2 separate regions of the Sus scrofa genome follow, and region 2 is linked to region 1. Evidence: chromatin contacts called from public HiChIP or PLAC-seq data. All regions are on one chromosome and are shown on one strand. Each heading gives the region's core, a stretch centred on a gene start, on an enhancer-like site or on the middle of the called end of the contact. The rest is flanking DNA. Distances are from core to core; before and after follow the strand shown.

Region 1 (5,691 bases), core at 1,764-4,263:
AAGATATTACCTGAAAGAGATTATCCAGCTTTTCACCTTTAAATCTATGCAGGTATAGAAATTGCTTTAAATTCATAAAAAACAGCTTGTACAATTGTCTACTGAGCCTAAGATGGTCTCATCTTTGAATTATTTTCTTTACACAGTCTTATGTCTATAGTCAAAGCATAGAGAAAGGAAGAAAAAATGAGGAAAATGAAATGATTAAGTGGTATTTTTTCATTTATCTGTATAACAGTTTTTTTTTTTTTTATTGCTGAGTTCACATTTGCATTGTTGATTTGTGAGGACCAAGCATTAGGTTTATTCCTGGTGCAGGTTAAATAGAGACTTCACCCCATTGTGTATTTAGGGAAGTGTGACTCTGCTTCAGTGCTCCACCACCCTTATGGAGTCCACACCCCTGCAGCTACCAAGAATTATAGAAGTGGTGGCTTAATGTTCTTCCTATCCACCATCTCCTCCCACCATCTCCCCATCTGGCAGCTAATCTATGACTTCTGCTATTCTTTCCACTCAATCTACCTAGCTTGCCTAGAGTTTCCTGCTTAAGGTTTGTTTGTGATTATTTCTAACTAAATCATTTTGCATTGACAACTTCACAATGACAACTAAGCTTCTAAAAACACTCAAGAGAGAAGGAAAGGGCTAGATCAAGAAATCAAGTATATTAAAATATGTAATAATATACTTTTTTCTAATTATTAATGGGCATGGGATATATTATCAACTAAACCTGGTCACATTGCCCCAGAATTGTTTTTATAATAAATTTAATTTAAAATTTTCTACTTATTTCCAATTTTTAATCTTAGATATATCCAGAGGATATATTCAGCCTAGTCCAAAAAACAATTATTAAGCCCTACTACATGCTAGACACTATGTTAAATGCTGAGTAACAAGCATGACAGAGGCATGGTACTTGCTTTTCAGGAGCTCTTGCTCTGGTCAGACATCAGTATGTAATCATAACAACTATCACAAAAGTTACCATATTTTATTTTCTTTATTCTTTTTTTTTTTTTTTTTTTTTAGGGCTGAACCTAAGGCATCTGGAAGTTCCCAGGCTAAGGGTCAAATCAAAGCTACAGCTGCTGGCCTACACCTCAGCCACAGCAACGTGGGACCCAAGCCACATCTTTGATCTACACCACAGTTCACAGCAGTGTCTGGTTGCTGACCCAATGAGCAAGGCCAGGCATTGAACCTGCATCCTCATCGATACTAGTTGGATTCATTTTCACTGTGCCACAATGGGAACTCCCTTTTTTTTTTTTTTTTTTTTAAGTCACCATGTTTTAGCTATCTTTCCTATGCTAGGTAGTTTCTTTGAGATTTTTGCATCCATTTAATTCTCACAGTATGCATGCAAGTCACATGTTTATTTTCCATATTCAACAGATGACAAAACTGAGATTCTAGTCACTTGCTCCAGTTTACCAAAAGTGGTAAATTAGGGTTTAATATATGGATGATCACATTCCATGACCTATTATTCCATTACCATTATGACATACCACTTTCTTGGACGAGAAAATCCACACCTTTAGAGCAGTGTGAAATGGGTTGATGTGCTCTCATGTCTGTGCAGACATCATTAATTAAAAATAAAATTTCTATGGAGTATTCTTATTGCATTTTTTTTTGTTGTCATTTAAGAAGAAAAAAAATAAATTATTTGAGTTGCTCCTAGAAAAACCAAGATGTGAAGATGAAATAATATTGTATAATTTTAGCAAGCATATAATATTTACAGAGAAGTCATGTTAGGGAGACTACATTTAATTCAGTGATATTTGTTACTATTCAAAATGTTTTGTATCTCCTTTTTTGAAATTATTTTTAGATTCATTTTTTATTCCTCACAAAGAGTTAATTTTATTATTTAATGATCAAAATTATTTTTATTAAAAAAAGGACTTGACCAATTTACCACTAGACTTGTCTCTGGATAAACTTCGGATATTTGGAGAGATCAAACCCACCTTTTAAAGAGGACGATTTGCCACATTTGAAATTCAAAGCGATATGAGAGATGTTTTTATTGCAATTCCACAGTCATGTCTTAAGCAATCGATAGAAGCAATGTACAGTTTTCCAAGGTCATTATTTGAAAGCAGACAATATTAACTTATTGCTATGAGCTGTTCTATTTTTAATGAATGGTTGATTTATAGTTACATATCATCCAGGTAAATTCATTGCAATAAAATCACAACTTGAAGAGTTCTCCTTAAGGTGAATGTGTTTCTTTTAGCTTCACCTCTCCTAGTCCTTGTCTGTGAAGAAGAGAATAGCCATTTCAGGCAGCACCTTCCCAAGGATCTAAATTCAATTTAAAAAAGAAACAAGGAGGCAGCAAGAGCATGACCAAGAGAGGGAAAGAGAGAGAGAGAAATCATCAAAATGAGGAAGTGATTCCTCTAGTTATCAGAAACAGGAGCTAAGGAACAATAGCTGAAATTCACCTCCCCATGGGGGAATGAATCATCAAAATAACCGGTGGAAAACAAGGTTGTGCAACCTTGACTGGCATGTGTCACCGGCTGGTGGAATTTTTAGAAAGGCAACAGTTTGGGTTCATCACTGCGGTTCGTGATTGCACACACCTGTTTGGGGTATGGATTTTGCAACCCCCCAAAAAGGGGAAACTGAACTCACTGCTCCTCCCGAGCTGTGCAAAAAAGCAGAAAACCACAGCTGCTCGAGCAGTTAACAGATATCAGTAAAATACCCATGTTACATAATTAAGGATAACGTTCTTGAAGCATATGGGCCGGAGGTATTATACTCTCATTAAAACTTTAGGTAGGAAACAATTTAGCACATTCTCACACATTTCCAGGGTTGGATTCTATAATAAATGTTTGTAATTAGGCATGCTCTAAACATTTTATTAAATAATACATGAAGAAAGTGGTTGATGAAATATAGACGGCTCTGCACTTCGTGTACAATGACACGGAGGCATCAAGAAGAGACATAAATGATTTCTTCTCATTGGCTTGATAACTAGTCACTCTGGGCAGCTTAAGTAAGACTGGGTGAGGTTTCATTCGTCAGAGTAGGCTGTCTGTAACCTTAAAGAAATAGGAATTGATGGCTCTGTTTTTTTTTTTTTTTTTCCCCCTTCTCTTTTAAAATAAGTTATATGTAGCCCAGTCTTCTTTGCACTGCTATTCCTATTCAAATAGAAAGAAGGGCTTTTGACAAGAGAAATGTAAAAATCTCAAGCATGTTATTCTGGCAAAAATAGAGATCCGTTTAATATGGGATAATAGGGATGGACAGAGCCAAACAAACAAACAAACAAACAACAACAAAAAACCCCAAAAAACACCCCTAGCTCAGCATTTAAAAAATTATACTTAGCCCCACAGGTGCTGTTATTTATAAGCTGGAGAGGAATAAGTGAGGGATATCTCTTGAGAATCTCCAGGGCAGGTGTTGGGTCCTTGGGGAAGTGGTAGGAAACATGCCCTTGAGATGATATTAGAAGCAGGAAAGAAATTCTTTCAGTTGTGCAGCCCCATTTGATATTCTAGCCAGGTGATTAAGGGTCAACAATTCTTATCTAAATGTAAGGGTGTGTGATCTATGGAAAATAAGCTTGGATGATCCCAGGATACTCTCAAGGGAAGAATGATGACTCTCTGAAGTCAGTCAGGTCAGCTAGGTATTTTGTTTTCTAATGCACACAAACAAGAAATCTAGTAACAGAATACACATGAAATTTGGAATGCCTTCTAGAACATACTTGGGGAAACTGGGCAAGGTTGACATAGCTTTTACTGATTTGCCTGCTTAGTAGGTAAATGGGGCTGCCAGTCTGGCAGTTTGCACTGGCAATAAATCACCACTAGACATTTTATTTAAAAATTGGCACTGTCTTGAGGGAGGTGAGGGATTGTCAATTTGCTTTTATTTGAGGCCAGGCATAATCATAACACACACGGGCCACCTGGAAACTTCAGCCCACATGGAGAAGCATGGCTCAGCTCTCTATGGCTGTATTTTTGCATGCTCGGAGAGCACAAGGCTAAATCAGAGTCTCAGGATCCTGACCAGAAAGATCCTGGATGACTGGCACAGCCTGGAGACATCCCTTTTGGAAACCAGTTTGATTTGAGTATTATGATGTAGGAAGGATATCATAGATTTGATGTCAGACAGAAAATGTGGTGGTTTAGTGTTTTACTGGTGGTAATGATGAGGGGGACCAGCAGAACCCATGGAGAAGAGACAACTAGTGCATGCCAAAAATCATTCCATTATTAAGGCATTATGTAGTTTTCTGTTTTATTCAGTTTGCAAGTTCACTTGTAAATTTCGTGATGAATGGAGTCAGAGTTTCAAACAAAAAAAGAGACTGAAGTCATGAATCATGCAACTACCATCCTCATGTGAGCAATGATAGGCATTCCTTCTTTAAAATTTTATTGGAAGAGAGGTGACTTACAAAGTTGTGTTAGTTTGGGGTATACAGCAAAGTGAATCAGTTATGCATACACATACATTCATTATTTTTCAGGTGGGTTTCTTTGAAAATCGTGTGATTAAAAGACTACAGAACGGAGAGTAGGAAAAGATCACCTTGGTCACGTCTGTCTCCTCTAAGGAAGTGGTGGAGGTGAATTCCCTTCCTTCTGTTTCCTAGTTCCCCGAATATTCTTCAAAGCTTAACAGCATCCCTGCACAGATTTTTCTGATTTAAGTATATTTAAGTATTTTGAAAATATGAAAGTTAAGTGTCAGGACAATTATATTACAAACTGATTTACAAATTACCAGTCTCTCTTCTCTGTTTACATATGATATTTATCAGTCTTAATTGTACTGCATATTTTGTAGCATGCAAACTATTAGAAAGGCTCTGGTTAAGATAGAGATATATTGACTTAACTTTGGTCTCATGAATAATTCAGTTTGTTCACTTTCTGGATACATCTAGTTTGCTATTGATGCTGCAAATATTTGAATTGGATTCAACTTGTCCATCAGAGAGAGACCCCCCCCCCCAACCCCTGGACTTCGCATATATAGTTTTTTTTTTTTTTTCACTTTTTAGGGCCTCATGAGCAGCACATAGAGATTCCCAGGCTAGGGACTGGATCAGAGCTGCAGCTGCCGGCCTACACCACAACCACAGCAATGCAGGATCTGAGTCATGTCTGCAAACTGCACCACAGCTCACGGCGTTGCCAGATTCTTAACCCACTGAGGCCAGGGATCGAACCTGCAACCTCATGGTTCCTAGTCGGATTTGTTTCTGCTGCGCCACGATGGGAAATCCCACATATGTAATTTTGATGACACTATCTACCAAAAAGATAAATATATACTTAGTTTCTGCTTGGTAAAGTCATCAAAAATGATTCAAAATGTCAAGAGCAAACAAGGAAACCACTCCAGTGATGTGTGGAAGCAATTGGCAGTTTTCCTGGTATTTGAGACATGGGAATACTTAGAGATTTGTGCATTAATTACACAGAAACAATCAAAGCATCAATATCTGACCTGATAGGATTTTTCTTTGTTTTAAAATATATAACATTATATCCTTTACTATTTTCAAAAGTTCTGTTAAAAGACAATGGGATATGTGTTTCTTAGGCCACAATGGCTTATAAGCTGCCTGCTAGTAAATGAAAACATTCATAAAATGCACAAGAAAAAGAAGAAAAATGA
Region 2 (5,691 bases), core at 1,081-3,580, 160 kb before region 1:
GGTACTTCTATCAAGGTAGGGAAATGCATTATAGATCTGCAAGTTTACCTGGTTATCTGACAGGATGGGAAGTCAGTCAGGTAACCAGGCAACCAGACTTCCTAACAATTTTCTCCAAGTACTTTTGGTTATCTTAATTGTCTCCAATAATGATTTGGGTGGTGATGATATCTGGTAAAATGGAAAAAGCACTCTATGACCCTAAAATGATGTTCAGTTTACTGTATTATTGTGTTTTTAAATCGTCTTTCCTATAATGTATGTCGGGTATACTACATCCGATTGACTTTTTTGAGATAGTAATACGTTGGTTATTCCTGCGTTTAACAAAGTGATCATCCATCCATCCACTCAACATTTATGCCATATAGTCTTTTTTTCCTTTTACTATATAGATTCTACCTTAGCACTATATGAAATAATGTTGAGTCCATGGTAAAGATAAGCAAGAAACATTACAACAAGTATAGAAGATTTAAAATATATATATATCCTGATTTTATACTGATTTATGTACTCTGATTTTAGCGTATCTTTCCAAGATTTATAGTAGGCTATTTAATATTAGAAACTGTCTACATGGCCATGTTTTGGGGGCAGGTATAAGCAGAAAAGAAAATGCATCATATGACTTTAAACTTCAAATAATTTTAATCAATGTATTTTCTCATTCTCAATATCCTGTTTTGATGTTTCACCCATTCATTTTGTGTCATGCTCTTCATGCCCTTTTCCAGGTTTTTTTTTTTTTTAATTCAATGGAGGACTGTGTTACCATTTGGCATACGTCTCCCTTGTCAGTGACATCTTGAAAATTAAAAAAAAATAATACCTCCCTCGCCTGCATCCACTCAGGTTGGCTGCCTGTAACTACCCTGTGTTTCAAAATATGTCACCTTATTAAATTCTGCAAATTGTTCTGAACATTGTCTCTATAAATGTTTTGGAAGGGCTTTACTGTCAGGTCAGCTTTCTAAGGGCTGGAAATATGTCAAACCTGGCAGCCTTACCTTTATTTAAGAGCCAAAATACAAATAAGTAGATTACAAAGCAATCAATCAATGCAGCATTGCAGGATGTTCCGGTTGGCATTGACCTCGAGGTTCGGCACCCTCATTTTACAGATGAGTAAGCTCAGCCGTAAACTCTGCAAGAGATGGGGTTTTGCCTTGACTCAGTTGCAGCTGGCTAGGTAACCTTGGACATGCTGCTGTGCCTCAGTTTCCTTATGTGAAAGAGAGGAGCTTTCCCTTTCTTAGGTAATCCCCAGACATTTTCCTGCTTGAAGTTTCCATGGTGCCAAGACAAATGTGATGTATTGTATTTGATATGTTTCTAGTCCTTAAAAAGCTTCTGACCTCACACAAAACATTCTTCTCATTTTTTATGGGATCTCCTTATATATTCTCGAAAAGTTGGGCACACTATCAATCCATAGTTATTGGCAAAATCATAACTTTTATCATCGAAAGAATAAACAAAGATCTTTTTCCCATTCAGAGCATTTCTTCACTTTTTTTCCCTCCCTGGTTTGTTGTTGTAGGGTTGCTTGGGGGTATTAGGTTACTGACCTTTGTTTTTCTTTCTACAAGAAGGTTTCACTAAAGTATTTGGGGGGGGGTGTTGTATAAGAAACAATGACTCTCACATGCGAGTAATTAAATGGATGTAATGTAAGAAAAAAAGCACACATTCGAATTTTCTTTCTGAAAAACTTGTAGAGCCTAATCTGAAGGATGTGTGCCAGAGTGCTCAGGTTTTTTTTTTTTTTTTTTTTTTTTTGAGAATATTTCCTTTTTTTCATTACATGAAAATCTCAGGGTGAGTTTGGTAGTTCTGCTAGGCTTGCACAGACCAATTTGGCAAGCTTGGCAAACGGTCTAATCTGATATTATGCATGCTTCAACTCAACTGTAAAAATCTATTTCATTCAGATATCACCTGCTATTCCTACGGCAGGTCTTTGGAATAGAGATCCTAAACGTGTCAAAAATATGTAATTTGTTTTGTGATCGAAATAAATAGAGACTGGGGTGACTTAACAAACTTTCTTTCATATGTGCTGACCAGCACATGCAGAATTCTCAAGTAGGTTATGTTAGCCTTCCCACTTTCAATGCCTTTATGGATGTGATGTTTATATATCCTAGATTTTCCAGGGCAACCCTGGGTTGTAAATATTCTGTCCTGTTTTTCCCACAAGCACAATCATAATTGTCAAGCTATGTGTCGTGAGTTTGGGTTTGCAAAATATGGACGCTGTATGTACATCAGAACCTGTTTTTTTGGCCTGATGCCTTATCCTATTGCTCTATCATGCCCTCCCCCATCCCACTTCCCATTCTCATCAAAGGCTTGTTTCTGTTTCAGTCTGCTTGCTCTCTCTGCCTAGTGTCTAGGGGGCAATGTGAAGAGTAAACTAATCTGTGCTAATGGGCAGGCGGGAGAAAATTCAGGGTCAGAGAAATCTACACATCTAGAGTGTTCTCTCTTCTCTCAGGTAGCAAAAATGGAACTTTGGACATAGTTCCTTGGCTTCATCTTTCTCTAAGTCAAAGCCGAGTTATGGTTGGTTTGTGGGTGCAGATTTCTTGGAGGAGGCAGGAGACTTTTCATTTCATGGCAAAGATGGCCTCCTCCCCTGTTAATATCTTGGGCCAGCTTTACATCCGTGCCCCAGATATGATTAGATCCCTTTAATGGAAAGAGAGGAATAAAAGGCCAGTATGCCAGCTTTACTCCTCTGTGCATGATTATTTCTTCTGGTATGTATACACTGCTCAAATGCTTTTTTACAAAGTTGGGAAGCAAAATTGTTTTATATCAATATTTGCTGAGACAGCAAGACCAATCTATGCCCCTCCACTGTTAAATCCCTGCCCCCACCCCACCCTGACTTAAAAATTTTTTCTTTAATGAGGAGGCTAAGTTTCATAATTGTAGAAAGATGTTGAGGATTATTTGAAACATTTTGTAGATTTCATGTTCATTGCCTGCCATTTTCCTTTTAGCCTAACCTTGTTATTTCTGTTTATTTTATGTGATTTTATAACGTAAACATATAAGAATTTCCACTAACTGTCCAAACAGCTTGCTTTTAAAACCTCTGCTTCACCACTTTCATTTGTATCACATTTATTTTCTTGTCTTGATTTGGTGCTTAACTGTGATAAATTTCACTTGAATCTCCTCTAACTGTTTAAAAAGTAACTCCTCATTCCTCTCTGTTAAGCAGTTTACCTTTCAGAAATTCAATCAGCATTTTTTTTTTTGGCAGTTTGTCTTCTTAAAAAGCAACACGAGTCCTTTGACTTTTCAGTGCTGAGAGCATTTGCTGAACCAGATGCTTTCAATATCACCTATTATTTTTAATCATACATGGTTAAGTCTCAAGATCAATCTCTTCAGTTTGTTGACTGTTTAGGAAACTAGAAGGGCAAGCAAGCACATGATGTCTTTAGAAACAGGATACACAGCATCATTATCATCCTAATCAATATCTGAGTAATTAAGCTGCCTTATTATCAAATCCAGGCTTTATTTACAGTCTATTTTCAGTTTGATGTTCCTGATCTTATATGTTTACATTCAGTTAACATTGTAGAGTCACCTGGGTTTAGGTTTTTTGTTAACTGAAATCTAATAATTAATTGTATTTAGCCAAGGACTTAGTATGTATCAGAATATTAACTTCTAAAATCTTAACAACAAATCTGAAAGATTGGTATTATTATTCCCATTATACAGATGGAAACATAAGTTTTGAGTGAGTAAACTATATTTTTTCAATCTCACAGCCAGTGAGGATGAGGCTTAAATTCAAACCAAAGTTTATCTGACTTAAAAACCCCCATTTCTAACCACTGTGCTGTAGTACTTCCTATTAACAATGGATAAAGGGGTCTGTTATGTAAATCAACACAGTCATTGGTGGTGGACTTCCTTCTTTTATACTGCAACATGCATATATGAAAGTTTTTAAGGTTAGCCTCATCTGGTTTTCTTTTTTTATCTGAAAAATACCAAAAGCACATCATATATTCATGAAATCATATAAAATAACAAGTGAAAAGACTTTCCCATCCTTCCAAGGTGTTGTACTACTTGGTGTGTGCACTTTCAGAGTTCTCCTAGGCATATCTAGACATGACTCTATAGATGTTTCCTTTTTAATTTTTAAGGTCTTATTTTGAGGTTTAGAACTAAAATTACTACATCTTATCACCTTCTGCTTGCATAGGGAACATGTAAAAATTTATTTCTCTGGAAAATACTGTAAAGTATCTTCATTTTTTTCTTTTTTTATAAGGATTTTGAGAGTTAGAATCTGTAAGCTGTGAGTCAGTCAGTCAGATAATTTTAAAATATTGATGTTCCTCTTTTCTCCTGGTATTTGTTCATTGTTAGACTGCAGGATGAGCAATTTATCCAATACTTAATATTTCATTCCATTTTTTTCTCTAAGTGGGTTGTTGGAAATTCTTATAGGTCCTTTCCTCTTTTAGATCAGAAACTTCTTAATTTTTTTTTTTTTCTTTTTAAGGCCACACTTGCAGTATATGGAAGTTCCGGGGCTAGGGGTTGAATTGGAGTTGCAGCCGCAGGCCTAGGCCACAGGCACAGCAATGCAGGACAAGAGCTGCCTCTGCACCCTACACCACAGCTTTTAGCAATGCCAGATCCTTAACCCACCGATCAAGGCCAAGGATTGAACCAGCATCCTCAAGGCCATTATGTCATGTTCTTAAACCACTGAGCTACAATGGAAACTCCAAAACATCTCTTAAAAACAGATATTTAACTTTGGCTCTTTCATACTTTCATCCTCTACTGAAAAATTGAAGTATTTTCCAATAAGTCAGGGAGGCAAGGATGAAAAAGCAAGAGGAAAGGCAGTCATCACTGTATACATTACAGGAGCACTTTTTCTGCCCCTTTGAATCCATCAGGGTTGGTCTTGCATAAAACCATGTAGAAGGCAGAGCTTGCCTTCATCCTTTTCTTTTTTCTTTTTCTTTTTTTGATTAAAAAATTTTTATCATAGTTGATTTACAATGTTCTGTCAATTTCTGCTGTACAGCAAAGTGACCCAGTTATACATATAATAATTCTTTCTCTCACATTATCCTCCAGCATGTTTCGTCACAAGTGATCAGATATAGTTCTCTGTGCTACACAGCAGGATCTTTCATCCTTTTCTTAACTAAGGTATGCTCCTTTCTACCTTTGGGCTCCCGCTGAAGGCAATAAACCTATTACATTTCTGGCCTTTGTTGTCATGTCTATTTCTCTCTGCTGAGCTGTAGACCGCACAAGCCAGGGACCTTATCTTTTTAACCCAATGCCTAGTTAGTGCTGAATAAATAGGTGCAAAATGAAGACAAACCCATATATGAGTGTTTGGATGATGGCTATAAGTACTGTTTGGAGTCCCTAGAATATACGATAGGGATTTTCAGTAAGGTATTAATGTTAGTATGAGAAGCAGAGTGTACTACTGGACAGAACACAGTTTCAAGTCATTGTTCTCCCAAGCCCTCCACTTGCTGGCAGTATGATCTTTGTTGAGTTCTGAGGTTTTTGGTCTCAGTTGTCCCATCTATAACATGAGTGTCATGTCACTCAGGGCTTGTGTTGCTGTCATTATTCAATGATAACGTAATGCAACATGCCTGGCCTTGATCTTCAGAC

The links. HiChIP or PLAC-seq counts read pairs in DNA pulled down with a chosen protein or histone mark.
Region 2: an H3K27ac HiChIP or PLAC-seq map of alveolar macrophages shows a contact between it and region 1. The contact joins two enhancer-like sites. A contact is called at or near these places in 1 of 47 Hi-C or Micro-C datasets (epiblast stem cells) and 1 of 2 datasets of contacts at active chromatin or transcription factors (alveolar macrophages).

What each region holds. Positions count from the first base shown.
Region 1 is chr15:7,313,928-7,319,618 of Sscrofa11.1, reverse strand. No RefSeq gene overlaps it. Among named protein-coding and RNA genes, the nearest start is that of ZEB2, 180 kb to the left of the region's middle. Within about 2 kb of position 3,013, at least 5 of the 83 cell types and tissues checked have an H3K27ac peak or open chromatin away from gene starts, as enhancers often do. A contact at or near this core is called in alveolar macrophages, where this site is marked.
Region 2 is chr15:7,469,125-7,474,815 of Sscrofa11.1, reverse strand. No RefSeq gene overlaps it. Among named protein-coding and RNA genes, the nearest start is that of ZEB2, 27 kb to the left of the region's middle. Within about 2 kb of position 2,330, at least 2 of the 83 cell types and tissues checked have an H3K27ac peak or open chromatin away from gene starts, as enhancers often do. A contact at or near this core is called in alveolar macrophages, where this site is marked.